3 separate regions of the Sus scrofa genome follow, and all the other regions are linked to region 1. Evidence: chromatin contacts called from public HiChIP or PLAC-seq and promoter capture Hi-C data. All regions are on one chromosome and are shown on one strand. Each heading gives the region's core, a stretch centred on a gene start, on an enhancer-like site or on the middle of the called end of the contact. The rest is flanking DNA. Distances are from core to core; before and after follow the strand shown.

Region 1 (4,621 bases), core at 1,069-3,568:
AAATCAGTATGGAATGAAAGAGTTGCCTCCTTTCCTATCCACGCCAGCTTTGGGTTAGAGGCTCTTTTAGCATACTAATAGAGGCAGTTAATACTCAAATTAGCTAAAGAAAAGTCTCACCTCTGACATCTCTAAGGCCCGAGGTCTATCCATGCTAGACGGAGCAGAGGGCACTATGTCTGGATGAAGGAGGAAAACTGGCCAAGAACGGGATGGAGAGTAACTACCCAGGGCTAAGTGGATGTGGACTGAGAGAATACCCAAAGGAAAAATGTGTTTTGCAACAGCTTCTTGATTTTCTGTATATTTTTGAAAGCTACTTATCAGATTGATAATAGATCCCACCTGAACATCATTACAGACTTTGAGATGCATAGCAGTGAAGTGAGGCAATATATCCAATTCTCTGTTGGAAAAGTGAAAAAGAAACCAGCATCAAGATAAACAATCAAAAAATAGAACTGAAATTCAATAATGTACACATTCCAAACCAATAAATATCACCAGAACTTAGAATTTAAAAAAGATTCATCTTCCTTTTAATTTGAAATGTGAAGCTTTTCATGAATTTTGGCTTTTCTACTACTCCAAGGCCCTCCTTCCGTTTTGCATAAATGGTGGGACAGAGGGGAGCAACATTCACATGAAAATGAATGTGAGTGGCGCCCCCTGCTGGAAGTCTCCTGAATTTCCTATACCATAATCCATCTCCGCCTCTAGAAAAAATTACAAGCGCCTTATATAGCTTATAATAAGGCCCCTTCTCCAGTTTTGGCTTCTACATTCCATATTTTTGGCTGCCATCCTGTTCTACTTAACATCCAGCCAAGCTTTTTTTCTTTCCCTCCTCCTAGGATTTGCACAAGTTTTTCCCTTTGTCAAGTGCATTCTTCCCCATTACCATACTCCTTGACTAAGTTCTTTGCCTCTTTCAGGACTTAGGATGAGGCAGCACTTCTTCGGGAACTTTTGTCTAATATTAAAATAGCTAAAACATACTGAGAACTTATTACAGGGCATGTGAAAATACTTAGAACAGTTCTAAGTTCTTTCACCTGAAAGAACTTTTATAATTACCAGGGTAACTATCGGAAGTAGGTAGAATTATCCCATTTCCTAGATGAGGAAACTGAGCTCAGATAGAGAAAACTCCTAAAATAGTGTTACACAGATGGACAATGAACTGTCTGGCGAAGAATGGAAGAACTGATTGTGAGAAAATGGTAAGAACAAGGAATTGGAGGTCACAACGAAGAGAATTAACTGTACTATCTCGAGGTCTTTCTAGCAAGCAAGCTGTTAAAAATGGAGAATTATGAGAGTTCCCCTTGCGGCCCAGCCATAAGGAACTTGACTAGTATCCATGAGGGCACGGGTTCAATCCCTGACCTCGCTCAGTGGGTTAAGGATCTGTCATTGCTGTGAGCTGCTGTATAAGTCACAGATGAGGCTCAGATCTGGAGTTGCTGCTGCTGTGGCGTAGACCAGCAGCTGAAGCTCTGATTCAACCCTCAGCCTGGGAACTTCCATATGCTGCAGGGGGGCAGCCCTAAAAAGACGAAAAAAAGACGGGGTGGGGGGAGGGAGGGAGGAAGGAAGAAAGAAAAGAAAACCCCAAAAAAGATTGGAGAATTATGGTAAAGGAGAGGTAATGCTTGCATTGGTGATTTCCGGGGATGGTGTGACCGCGGATGCTGTCACTGTCCAGGGTACCAGCTTGGAAATGGGAGGCTGGAGCGCAGGAAAGTGTCCTTGGTCTTTTGAAAGAAGTCGCTGTATATTTCCCTGGCATCCGGCGCAGTATCCGCTCAATTCTCTTAAACTATCTGTTGAATATACATGGTGAAACGCAGCCCTTTCAGGCAAGCCCCAATCGAAGTTTCTTCAACTGCTTCTTGCTTCGGCTTCCCTGGCACAACCAGAGGAACATTCTCTGCCAAAGCTTCCACCCAGGCTGCTCTCCCTCCCTTAACCGGGTGGCAGCTGGCGCCCAAGCTACTTTCGCTCAGCGGTTCATCCACGTCCGGCCAGTTTGGTCCCTGAAGAAGAAAATTCACCTTAGAAATGCGCTGTGCAAAGGAGGAGCGTGCTGAGAGGCCAGACGGGCAGCCTCGTAAGTGCGGGAGCTTGGTGACAGGACTACAATGGTGCCTCAGGCAGTCCTGAGGCCCAGCCTTCGAGGAGCGAGGCGTGAGGCGTCCGCCGCTGGGCGGAGGAGCCGCAGGAAACCTGGCCCCTCACGGGTTCCCGCGCGCCTTTGCGCGCCGGCGGTCTAGACGGCGGGAAGCCCAGCCCCACCCCCAGCTCCGAGGAGGGGCGTGGTCGTATCAGGCCCCGCCCACGCCGCGCGCACAGCCCCACAGCAACCGGCACAACACAAGAAAATGGCCGCCGCGCTGCTGGGCGCCTGAAGGGAACGACTTGCGTGTCTCCGCCCGGTCTCGTCCAGCGATCCCACTCCACCTGGCTCCTCAGTGGTGAGTGCCAGGCCTGGTCAAGGCCGTTCTCCGGCATCCGTACGGAGCCGTGGGGGCCGGCGGCAAAGGCTGGAAGGCCTGGACCAAGCGCGGGATGGATTCACGGCGGGGGCGTATGCCTGGGAGTTGGGATTGGATGGAAAGGAGGGGAGGGCCCGGAACGGGCGTGGGGAGGAGGATGATGGAGGGAGGTTTGGTTGAGAAGTGAGGTCAGCGGTGGGGGGTGCGGGGGGTGCGGGCGGCGGGGGGTGCGGGGACAGCTGGGCTGGAGGACTGGAGTGTGGGGAAGTGTGAACGCTGGGGTGCAGCGCTGAGAAAGGTGGGGTCCGGCCACCGAGAGGAGGAGGGAGGGGCTGGGGAGTGACAGAGACGCAGGATGGTTTGGGTATCCTGACGGTCGTCATGGGATTGGGCAGAATATGGTACATGTATAAAAACAAAAATTAGGATACTGGGAAGAAATGTTAAAAAGAAGAGGAAGAGCAAATACTTTGTTGTATAACGGTTATGGAACAGGTGCATTTTGAAGTCAAAACTTGACTTCAAGTCTTGATTCTGCCACCTTGTGTTACCGGCTCTGTGACTGGGCATCTTAACCTTCCTGAGCAAATGTTTTCTCACTTATAAGAATAATTGCTAACAACTACAAATGTGATAAATTCATTGAGTAATAATAAAAAAGAATAATTGCTAATTACTTTTGAGTGTACACTGTGTGCCGAATTCAGTTCTAAGTCCTTTGCATGTATTAGAATTTAAAATAACTTGCATGAGGTTTTTGTCCCCATTTTCTAAGTGATGAAACTCGTTTGCCTTAAGTCCCTACTCTCTTACAGCTTAAACTCTAGAAGAAACAAGCAGTAATCAAGTTGTTTCACAAATAATCATTTAATTCTAATTGTAAGCTGTTATAAAGGATACTCTTCGATGCAGAGACCATGTATAATAGGGAGATAAAATACAATTGTGCATCTTGAGTGTAGAAACCCTACCATCTCAGCCCTGTATTCTTAGAGCCTCACAGTTCCTGGTGCATAAAAGTTGTTAAATAAAATTGAATGACTGAGTAAATAATAGAGAAGGGAAGCTTGGAGTTGGGGCACCTAAGTAGAATGGGGAGAGTTGTGAGAGGGGACATCAGGATGTTAACAGAATGGAGGAGGACACAGCTGTCGAAGTGTTGGAAGGGAAGGGCAGGTAGACAGGCACTTGGGTTGAGATGAAGAGGAAAGGGTAGAGGTTTGAAGAAGGAATAATTAGAAGTCAGAGAATTGGAATGGATTAGGATGTTAGAATATTTGCTCTGATGAGCAGTGTAGGAACTCAAGATGGATATAGAAGTGTGGAGGCAGGGTACTGGGAAGAGCTATAGAGAAATGGAGGAGACTAATACAGTGATAGGGAATTGGAACAGAATTTGTGGGAGAACTTGGCAATCAGAATGAGAGGAAGGATGGGAGGCAGAGGCTGATGAGCACAAGGTGGGAGAATTGCCTTTGGAAAGAAATGGGAACTAAGGATATTTGAAAGGACTAGTGAAGGAGAGTAAGAGTATTTAGATGGGGTCGAGGGTATGGGATGAAGTAGAATTGCAGGGAATGTACTGAGATCTGATTAAAGGGCTAAGGGATGCAGTAGAGAGGGATATGGAAGTGAAGAAATGGGGATGGATATTTGCATATTGGAGTGGCCAGGAAGAGAGATGGAAGGTTTGAGGATTATTGAGGTCTGCTTTATTTGGAAAAGATCAGAGAAGAAGATGGAAAGTTAGGAATGTTAGGAAAGGCTGGGTAGAGATGGAGGTGTGGTCTCTGCTGAGTTGTGATGAAAGGAATTTTTAGATCAGGGCAAATATCTGAGTCTGAGAATGACAGAATGCCTGGTCATATGATTCTGATAATCACGTCATTCCAATGGATTTCTCTTACTCTTCACACTACCTTCTGGGCCTTCAAAATGCATCTCCGGCTTTGGACTTGTTTTGCTTGTTTTGTTTTCTCTTTATCCTGCCCCTTTACACACTCCGTCTCAGCTCTGTCTTTGCTTGTCTTTGTTTATATGGTTGCAAACTACAACCTTAGGTCAAACAACATCCCCATCTCTCCCTTAAAATTGTGGTTCAAGAGTTTACTGCTACCACGGAA
Region 2 (4,621 bases), core at 807-3,306, 290 kb before region 1:
ATGAAATTGTTTTGGACTCAGTCAAATCTTTCACTGATTCAGCCACTTTCTATGCGCTCATGAACATGTTCAACTAACTTCTGTGCTCCAGTTTTATCATCTGTAAAATGGAAGCCAGCTCACCTTGAGGGATATGAGAATCAGAAACAAGAGTAGGGACATGCTTAGTACAGAGTCCCACTCAAATGGCACTTTTGGTTAGTTATTACTGTGAATACCTGGCAGGAAAGCTTTACTAACATCCCTTCCAACTCTATAATAAACTACAAAGTTTCTCTTAAAATGGCTTAAAATATACGAAAGAAAGCTCAATTGTTCAAACTTACTGGGAGTTTAATTTTATAATTAAGGGCAGTTATTGACTTGAGGCTATGATTTCCCCCAGGTGCATTTTCTCTCCAACCTCCCCACACTCCATGGTGTCTCCCCCCCCCACACTTCAGACTAAACATTAAACTTGCCCTTCTGCCCTCAATATTAACAAGCACAAAGCTCTGAAACAGCTGGTATGATGAAAAGATTCCTGAACTGGGAGATGGGAGACCTGGAAATGGTTAACCCCTTATATTCTCCTAGGCAACTCTCATATTTGTACTGGCTTAAAAGACTAAAATACTACTCACAGATATTACTCCATTTGATATCCACGACCTCATGTAAGGTATCAGAGCTATGCTTAACTAACAAATGTGGATATTTATGGCCCAGGAAGTAGAGTGAATTTCCCAGGGTCCCCACAGGAAGGAGCAGGCGAAGCATCTTGCCCAGCCCCCACCCTCTCAACACAAAACAAAACCTCTATCCCTAGGTCTTACTAAATATATAACATTTTTGACAATACAGGATGAATACATTTGCCTATCTCTCCTGCCTCCGGACCAGGCCTCCCTAATCAAGAGTGAAAGCAAGACATGTGTTGTCCTTCAAGAGGAAGCTTCACCTTCCCTCTCTTTTCTTATCCAGCATAACCAGCAGTTTAAGAGCACAGAAGCTTTGAAAACGTTAACAAAATAAACCTACATATATATAAAACACCTTTTGAATATTCAAGAAGCTGGTAATACCAGCTGCTTCCAGAGGAAAGTGGAGGGCTGAGGAATAGGAGTGAGGGTCCCTTTTTAAATTTAAAACCGTGTGAATATCCGATCTATTTAAATTCACCTTCAGTTTTAAAAGGAATTTTTTAAAGCTTTTTAAGAAAGAAATAGTATTTCTAAAATAAGGGCTCTGCAATTCCACTTGTTGCTGGGTGATCCTGGAAAAATCACTTCACCTATGTCAAGCCCTGTTTCCTCACTTGTAAAATGTAACCAGGAACAGCATTACCTACAACGGTATTCACAGGATAAACAGGATAACACACGTAAAACAGCACAGTGCCCCGCACACTGTAAGCTTACAAGAAACGCCGGTTACCATCATTACTTAACACGAACCTTGTTATCTTTATTGAAAACAGCACCTCACATACACACCTGTTTCTAAAACATACGCATAATTATGGCGCAGCCCCTCGCATTAGTACAGCGCTCTATACTTCATAAACCACCTATCTACACTTCATCATCTTTCAAACTCATGGCAGCCCTGGGACATCATTGTTAACTCAGTTCGCAGCTAAGGAAACTGAGGCACCAAGAGGCAATCACTCTGAGACTTAATCCTTCCATCTCTAAATCAACTCCAGATCCCTTCAATCCGTTCGTCGCTCCCAGGTCCCCAGCTCCCGAAGCCGTGTTCCGCGCGGCACTGACCTGAGCGAGCGCCCCGGGGCCCGGGACCTCGCGCCGGGTTCACACCGACTAGGCGCGCTCGGGCCGCCAGAGCCTCGCAGCGGCCGGGTCCGCTCCGCAGCCATGGCGCCTGCAGGGAGAGAAAGACAAACAGCCCGAGGCGGGGCAGGTCAGCAGAGGCGCGGGAGCTAGACAACCCCCTCTCCGCCCCAGCCCCGCCTCATATCAGACCTGGACCAGCGGCCGCCGTTCGGGGTCCGCAGCCTCACAGGGGAGCGGCTTCCGGTGCTGCCTGCGTCATCTCCGCGCGTCCCTACTCCCGCGGCGCCCAGCGGACGCGGCTGCATTTCCGGCCTCGCCTTAAAGGGGAAGCGGGAGGGCGGAGGCGCGTAGAGGGAGGTGGAGCTTGCGCAAGGCCGCTTCGACCTGTGGCTCCTGGACTAGTTTGCTTGCCTTAGCTGTACACGTGAGTGTTTGTCCAGCGGGTTTATGTCTTTCATCCAGTCTAATCTTAAACTCTGAGCCACTTTTCCTTATTATGATAACTTTACAGAGAGAGAGGGAGAAGTTAAGAGATGTGTCCAAAATCAAACAATGCGTGGCATAGATATATCATATAGACAGTAAGGTAGTCAGTCCATTTAGTGAGGGCACAGCCAAGGCTCCACGCATCCTGAGTACTTCTAAGGTACTTGAAACATGGGAAATAAAAAGTTGACTCTCTGTGGTGGAAGCCAAGTATGGAGTCCAAATATGGGTACACAGATTGGATAACCTTTATGAAAGAGAAGGCAGTGCTAAGGTAATCAAGAAAACTAAGCATTTGTAGCGAATGGTCAACCCCAATATGGTAGGAGTTTGATGCATCAAATTGAAAATTCCGGGTGGAAATGAGGTAGGAGGTAGATGGGCCCCTGGGCTGAGAACAGCTGGGACTTGTTAGGCCAAGTAAATTGGGCCTTATTTCTCTTTGACACTTCAAGGAGAAAGTTAATTGCCGGAGCTGAGTTCTGCAGGAGTAGAAAGATAAGATGACCACTTCAAATCACTCCTGGGGTCAGGGAGAGCTCCCCAATTGCACATGCACAGTAAGATTCCTAAGGGTCAAAAAGGGAGGGGGTGTCAGGCCATAGTAAGTCTTGATATAATCCCAGAACCCTTTGCTCTGGACTTCATCATATCAGGGAGGGCCCTGGATCTGGTCGTGTGTGAGAAATGAAACAAGGTAATTGGCCAAAGGAAAACAAAGACCCAGAAGAACTGTCCTACACAAGTGATTTAAATCACCTCTCTGGCGAGCTCCTCCTCAGGGGATGTCCGAACCTGCACTTCTCTTTAGGGTGTGTATTAATTCTTTGCTTCTGACTTAATAAACTGCTTCTCTGTGTGCTCTCCCACATGTTTTACTGTGACTCTAATAATAAAGCTTGCACCTATTTTTATAGTCTTTGCCTCCTTGAAACATTCTTGCTTTCAACAGGGGGCAAGAATCAGGGCAATTCTACTTCTAGCCTCTAGCTGGTCTAGTGGCTAGGATTCCTGGTTTTCCTCTAGGCTGCCCAGCTTCAATTCCTGAGCAGAAAATTAAGATCTCGATTCAAGCCATCACTCACTGCTATCTCTCTGAGATCAGAAATGCCCCAGAGACAATATTATTTGAACCTCTCATGGACAAAAAATCCAAGTTGTCTAAGTTCAAGCCCTGAGGAGATCCAGGAACAAAATATATGGCTCTAAATAAATGAAAATTGCAAAATAGAATTTGTGTTTAATATAAGACCTATCTTTTTTTCTTTGCTTTTTAGGCCACACCCATGGCATACGGAAATTCTCAGGCTGGGGGTTGAATTGGAGCTGTAGCTGCTGGCCTACACCACAGCCACAGCAATGCCAGATCTGAGCCACATCTGTGACCTACACCACAGCTCACAGCAATGCTGGATCCTTAACCCATAGAGAGGCCAGGGATTGAACCCATGTCCTCATGGTTACTAGTCAGGTTCGTACTGCTGAGCCATGATGGGAACTCCAACAAGACCTATTTAATTGTTCAAATTAGTATATGAAAAAATTTCCTCTGATTTTAATTTTTTTAGAATAAATATTCCCACTTTGTAAAAATCTCCAAGATTGCAAGATGGTTGTTGAGGAATACATAGCCAACTTTAAATGTAATTAGTGGAGTTCCCGTCGTGGCGCAGTGGTTAACGAATCCGACTAGAACCATGAGGTTGCGGGTTCGGTCCCTGCCCTTGCTCAGCGGGTTAACGATCCGGCGTTGCCGTGAGCTGTGGTGTAGGTTGCAGACGCGGCTCGGATCCCGCGTTGCTGTGGCTCTGGCGTAGGCCGGTGGCTACAGCTCCGATTCGACCCCTAGCCTGGGAACCTCCATATGCCGCGGGAGCGGCCCTAGAAAAGGCAAAAAGACAAAAAAAAAATTAAAAAAAATAAATAAATGTAATTAGTTATTCCAAGCCAATTAATTACAGAAACTGCTATGGATTGCAGGTAAAAAGATTGATATGCAAAAAGAAAAACATGAAACATAGCCTGGATAGGAACAGAATGCTCAGAATAATTGCTTATGTGACAGGAATATTAAAATATGCTGGATGTTGTTTCTTTTTTTTAAATAAACTTGCTGGTCAAATGGTGGTTGAAGTAATCTACCCCCCACCCCCCGCCCCACACACAATAGGAAAATTGCAAACATCAAATACTTAGTTTCTCCAACGCAGGCTAAAATAGACTACATGTTGTTTTCCTTTTTTTGGCTTTTTATGCACCTGCAGCTTATGGAAGTTCCCAGGCTGGGGATCGGAGCTGCAGCTACTGGCCTACATCACAGCCACAGCAGTGCCAGAATGCCAGATCCAAGCTGTGTCTGC
Region 3 (4,621 bases), core at 847-3,346, 260 kb before region 1:
TAAAGTGATTGGACTAGGTGGGCTCTCTAAAATTCATGAGTTTAATGTCTCATTTGCCATATATTGTATTATGTGCTACACCTTAGGAAGCATGCAGAGATGAACAAAATATTCTTTGCCTTCAAAGAATTTACAGATTAGAAACAAACACATATGGAATTATAACATAAAGCGATACTGTCAAATATCATTAATAGAAGTTAACAGATCTGGAGATCCGTGGCCAGTCCCTTGCCAACTGTAGTGACTGAGAAAGCCTTTTTGGATGAGGTGGTAATTCACCTGGGCCTTAAAGGATGGACAGATTTGGAGAGAGGGTGAGGCATTTCAGTTAGAAGGACTGGTGTGAACAAAGTTAGGAAAGTGCCAAGTCATGCTCAAGGGAAAGTAAGTATTGCCACGCGGTAGCTGGAGCAGATGAAATGTGTAGAGTGGAGAAAAAGGATGAGGCTGGAAAAGTAGGGTGGAAACATATTGTAAGGTCCAAATGCCAGACTAACAAGTCATGATTTTACACTGGAGTCAATGGGAAACCATGGAAAAGATGTGAGCCAAACGACCTGGGCAGTTCACTGTGGTTGCAATGTGGGAAGGACACACTAGAAAAGGAAGCTCAGAGGTAATGAATGAGAAGTCAGACTAATGCAACAGACCTAACAAAAGGGAGAAAATGAGGGCCTGAATTAAAATGGACAGAGACATTGCACAGGCAGACTTGAATGTTAACTAAGAGAAATTAACAGAGGGAGAACACATATGAAAAGGGAGGACTTTTAGAAGGTCAGAGCCAAGAAAACCCTCTGAAATCACCCAGTGTTGATCCAGTGCTTCATTCTCTTCCAGAAGAAAAGCTCTTTTACAATTTCTGGATCACAAACATTTCAAAAGTCTTTTAAGTTATCAGATGATCAAATACAAAGTGTTTAAAATCAAACACTACAGATGTACATAAAATGAAAATAGTTGCCAACCTACCATTCAAAGTTGCACTTGTATGTTAATAGTTTCAGATACTCTTAATGTTACACTGGCCTGTGTTCACAAGGGTGTAGGAGGGTTGTAACCGCCCCCACCCCCCCTTTTTGGCTGCACCTTCCGGCATTCAGAAGTTACCAGACCAGGAATCAAACCTGTGCCACAGGAGTAACTAGAGCCAATGCAGTGACAATGTGGAATCCCTAACCTGCTGAGCCACCAGGAAACTCCTGTAATCCTTTTCTAAAATTACACATAATGAGATCATAAAGGCTTCAATTTTCTTCTTTTTATTCAGCAACATATATTAGAGATCTTTCCATGTCCACATACTGGATCTGCCTCAGTTTTTCTAATAGCTTCATAGCATTACATAGTCACGTATCATCAATTTAAGAATCCCCTTTTATTGGATATTCAGGTTGTTCCTAGGTTTTTTTTTTTGTTTTGCTGTCACCTTCTATCATGAAAGTACATTTTGTGTGCGAGCATACCTCTACGTTAAATTTCTATAACAGGAATTACTGGATCAAAAGGTATGAGTTTAAAATATTGATGGATCCGGTCAAATTGCCAGGATAGTACCCCTTCTTAAGAGGAGGAGAAAAGTCAAGGACTTCGATATAGGATTGTGGAGTCCTCCCTGGCAAGCGACTGCCAGGGGCACACCTCAGAGCCTGGACTTGAACACTGTCTTTCGCTTTTCAGCCCAGAATCCTCCCCTCTCTGAAATTTCAGCTAAATTCAACCTTCTCTGAGACTGGGAAAAGCCTCCCCCGCTACCACGCCATCCCTGTCTCCATAACTGGGGGTGTCACTCTCCCCTTCTCAAGTAGAAGGATCCTCTCACCGATGGTTCTCGTTGAGCAGGGAGAAAAGCGGACCGAGGTGCAGTTCCGCAGCATGCTCACGGAGCTCGCTGAGTGGCACCGACTGCAGCACCGATTGCAGAGCGCGCAGCTCCTCCAGCGGCGCCTCCAGCCGCGACACCTCCCTCAGGAGCGCCAGCACCTGGGCCGCCATCTTGCCCCCTCCCGCCTATGTGCCGGCCCTCTTCCCGGCGCATTTTCCCGAACCTCGCGAGATCCGCCTGGCGCAGCCTCTGTTCCCTGAGTTTTGGCAGGACTGGGACCAGCCAGGGCGAGCCAATAGCATTTCAGAGTTGGCGGCCGCGCGCGCTCAGGGGCTGCTAAGCCTCGCGAGACCAGGACCCATTGGGGTCGCTGATGTTACGGGGTCGCGCGGGGTGTCATCTTGGCTACGGCTCTGTTAGTTCCACAGTCCGATGCTGCGGTCTGTTTGCTTCTTTCCCACCGAGAGGGAAGGCAGAGGAAGTGCCCCGCAAGCGGAGTAGGGAGAATGAGGACCAACCGAAGGTTAAACGGCCCTGCGGGCGTCCCCCGGCTCTAAAGCCAGGCTCTCAGCAGTGGTTAAAGTGGAGGCCGCTGCAGCTTGAGCAGCGTCTTAGGCCGAGCGGAGGGATGGGCGTACTGCTCCCGGGCCAAAGACGTTTTAAGAGGAGGCGGAGGGTCATGGCTCTGGAAGACGAAATGAAAATTCTCGATAACCTGGAGGAAGGCGTGAGTAAAGGCGGCGTGGGGCGCCCTTTGGGCGTCAGTCAGGCAACCACACGGATCCTGAAGCAAAACGAGAAGGCCATCAGGGCCAGCATATTTCGCCATCTACTCCAGGTGCTGTGCATTCCCCGTGTCGTAAACATTGAGAAGATGGAGACTTGCGTTAATCTTTTGGGTGTAGGATTAGACCAAAGGGGGCCGGTCTCTGACGCCGAAGGCCAGCTGCGGGGGCAACCCAGAGAAGTTTTCAGCGTACAAGGGATGGTTTGAGAAGTGGGGAAGTGGCTGTAGTCTGAGAAATTCGAAGTTGGTGGGGGAGGAAGAACCGTTAAATACCCAGTCGGCTCTCATGTATTCCAAGCAACTCCAGAAACTGAGGGGAGCCGGAGGCTTTGTGTCTCAGTAGGTCTTCAACGCCAAGGAGATGAGCCTGTTTTGAAAGTGCTTTCCTTCGTGTGTTTTTGGGGAAAGAAACAAAAATCCGGAAAGTTTAGAGGAAGCTAAGGATAGATTTTCCCTCATTTTTTGTGCCATCGATGCAGGTGAGAAAATGATAAAAATCGTTGCTGCTTTATGAAGATCCTAATCCTACTTGTCTTGTGGAAAAAAATAAACGCCTTCCTGTTTTCTGGCGGTCACTAACAGTATCTTTAACAGCTGTCATCATTTTGGATTGGTTTCCTAATTGTCTTACTCATCGAACCTGGAATTATTTAACAAAAAAAAATCTTTTTTAGGGCCACAGGTGCGCCATATGGAAGTTCCCAGGCTAGGGGTCACATCGGAGCTGCAGCTGCCAGCCTCCCCACAGCCATGTAGGATCCGAGCTGGGTCTGCGACCTACACCACATGGCAAGCCAGATCTTTAACCCACTGAACGAGGCCAGAGATTGAAGCCGCATTCTCATGGATACTAGCTGGGTTCATTTCTGCTGAGCCACAACAGGAACACCCCAGAAAAAAATCTTGAATTCAGTGTTGCTAACTTTGGACCGGTGTCCCAATTACCTAGACTCATATTCTTTGTTCATTCTAATGTTGATATTGTGTTTCTCCCTCTGGAAAGCACTAACTATCTTCAGCCCTTGGATCAGGGTATAGTTGAAGCTTTCAAGAGGTTCTGCACGGAGCGTGTATTTGACCACTTTGCTGACTCTATTGAAAAAAAAGCCTTGCTGATGCTTTGGTAGTAATAAAAGAGGTGAGGGATGATAAAAAACCAGCTGCTCTTAATAAAGCCTAGTGGAAACTTTGGGATGATGCTGGTGATTATGCATGTTTCCCTAGAGCTAATGAAGAGGTTGAAAAACAGTCTGCAAAATGGATGGGTTTTCAATTCATTGATATCGATGAAAGTAAAATTAATGAGCTACTTGTTTCAAGCTTTGGCAATAACAGTCTGTATCTGTAGATGAGGAAGAAGACAAATCTCTGGAACCAGAGATAAAGATGAACCTAAGGAAACCAAATACTGTCTTATACTAGGCGCCAGACCTCATTGATGCAGTTGATACGGATTCTTTCCTGGCTGGAAGTTTGGCTTTTACAAAAGATTTTAGTAAATTGTATACTTATAAAGAGGTGCAAAAGAACCTTCAAAATTAAGCAGAGAGTTGAAGAGAAAGGAAGACACAAACAAAAAGAAGTGTGTGAAAAAAATGGTACAGAATCTGAAGAGTCTTGAGGCCGGATCTGAATCCAGTAAGGAGGAGGAAAGAAAGAAAGAGGGTAAGAAGTGTCCAGAAGAGCTTGGAGCCTCAGGTAGTGAGTGGCTCTGAGACTTACCATATCTTAAGAATCTGCCAAAGGCTTAAATGGACTTTTGGAGTCTAATCTTGGAATTGAATCTGGAGAGAGTAGAAGTGCCTGAGTTGAAGCAAGAAAAGACTATAAAGATGGTTTCTTCCAAATAACAGTTCATCTCTTGCCATCCTTCCCTGTTACCCCAACATTACCTTCATCATGACCATCCTTATAATCACCAGTCACGCATCCATGTCATGTGATCACTTGACAAACATTTGTTGAGCATAATCTGTGCGGGGTCCTGTGCTGAACTCTGGGACATC

What was found. Promoter capture Hi-C pulls out the DNA fragments that hold promoters and counts their contacts. HiChIP or PLAC-seq counts read pairs in DNA pulled down with a chosen protein or histone mark.
Region 2: a contact with region 1 is called in an H3K27ac HiChIP or PLAC-seq map of alveolar macrophages. The contact joins the promoter of FBXW2 here to the promoter of CNTRL in region 1. A contact is called at or near these places in 2 of 5 promoter capture datasets (fetal liver and liver) and 2 of 2 datasets of contacts at active chromatin or transcription factors (alveolar macrophages and skeletal muscle).
Region 3: a promoter capture Hi-C map of fetal liver shows a contact between it and region 1, with 2.4 times the contacts expected there. The contact joins the promoter of PSMD5 here to the promoter of CNTRL in region 1. A contact is called at or near these places in 1 of 5 promoter capture datasets (fetal liver) and 1 of 2 datasets of contacts at active chromatin or transcription factors (alveolar macrophages).

Annotation. Positions count from the first base shown.
Region 1 is chr1:261,131,258-261,135,878 of Sscrofa11.1, forward strand. CNTRL (centriolin) reads left to right here and starts at 2,319. Exons shown (of 44, transcript XM_021068196.1): 1 at 2,319-2,477.
Region 2 is chr1:260,838,171-260,842,791 of Sscrofa11.1, forward strand. It overlaps FBXW2 (F-box/WD repeat-containing protein 2), which reads right to left and starts at 2,057. Exons shown (of 14, transcript XM_021068123.1): 1 at 1,965-2,057; 2 at 1,755-1,863. LOC110256163 (a long non-coding RNA gene) reads left to right here and starts at 2,128. Exons shown (of 2, transcript XR_002337433.1): 1 at 2,128-2,199; 2 at 2,918-3,179.
Region 3 is chr1:260,866,671-260,871,291 of Sscrofa11.1, forward strand. It overlaps PSMD5 (26S proteasome non-ATPase regulatory subunit 5), which reads right to left and starts at 2,097. Exons shown (of 10, transcript XM_021068163.1): 1 at 1,826-2,097. The coding sequence starts at 1,998. LOC102164650 (protein CutA homolog) reads left to right here and starts at 2,106. Exons shown (of 6, transcript XM_005660390.3): 1 at 2,106-2,666. The coding sequence starts at 2,202.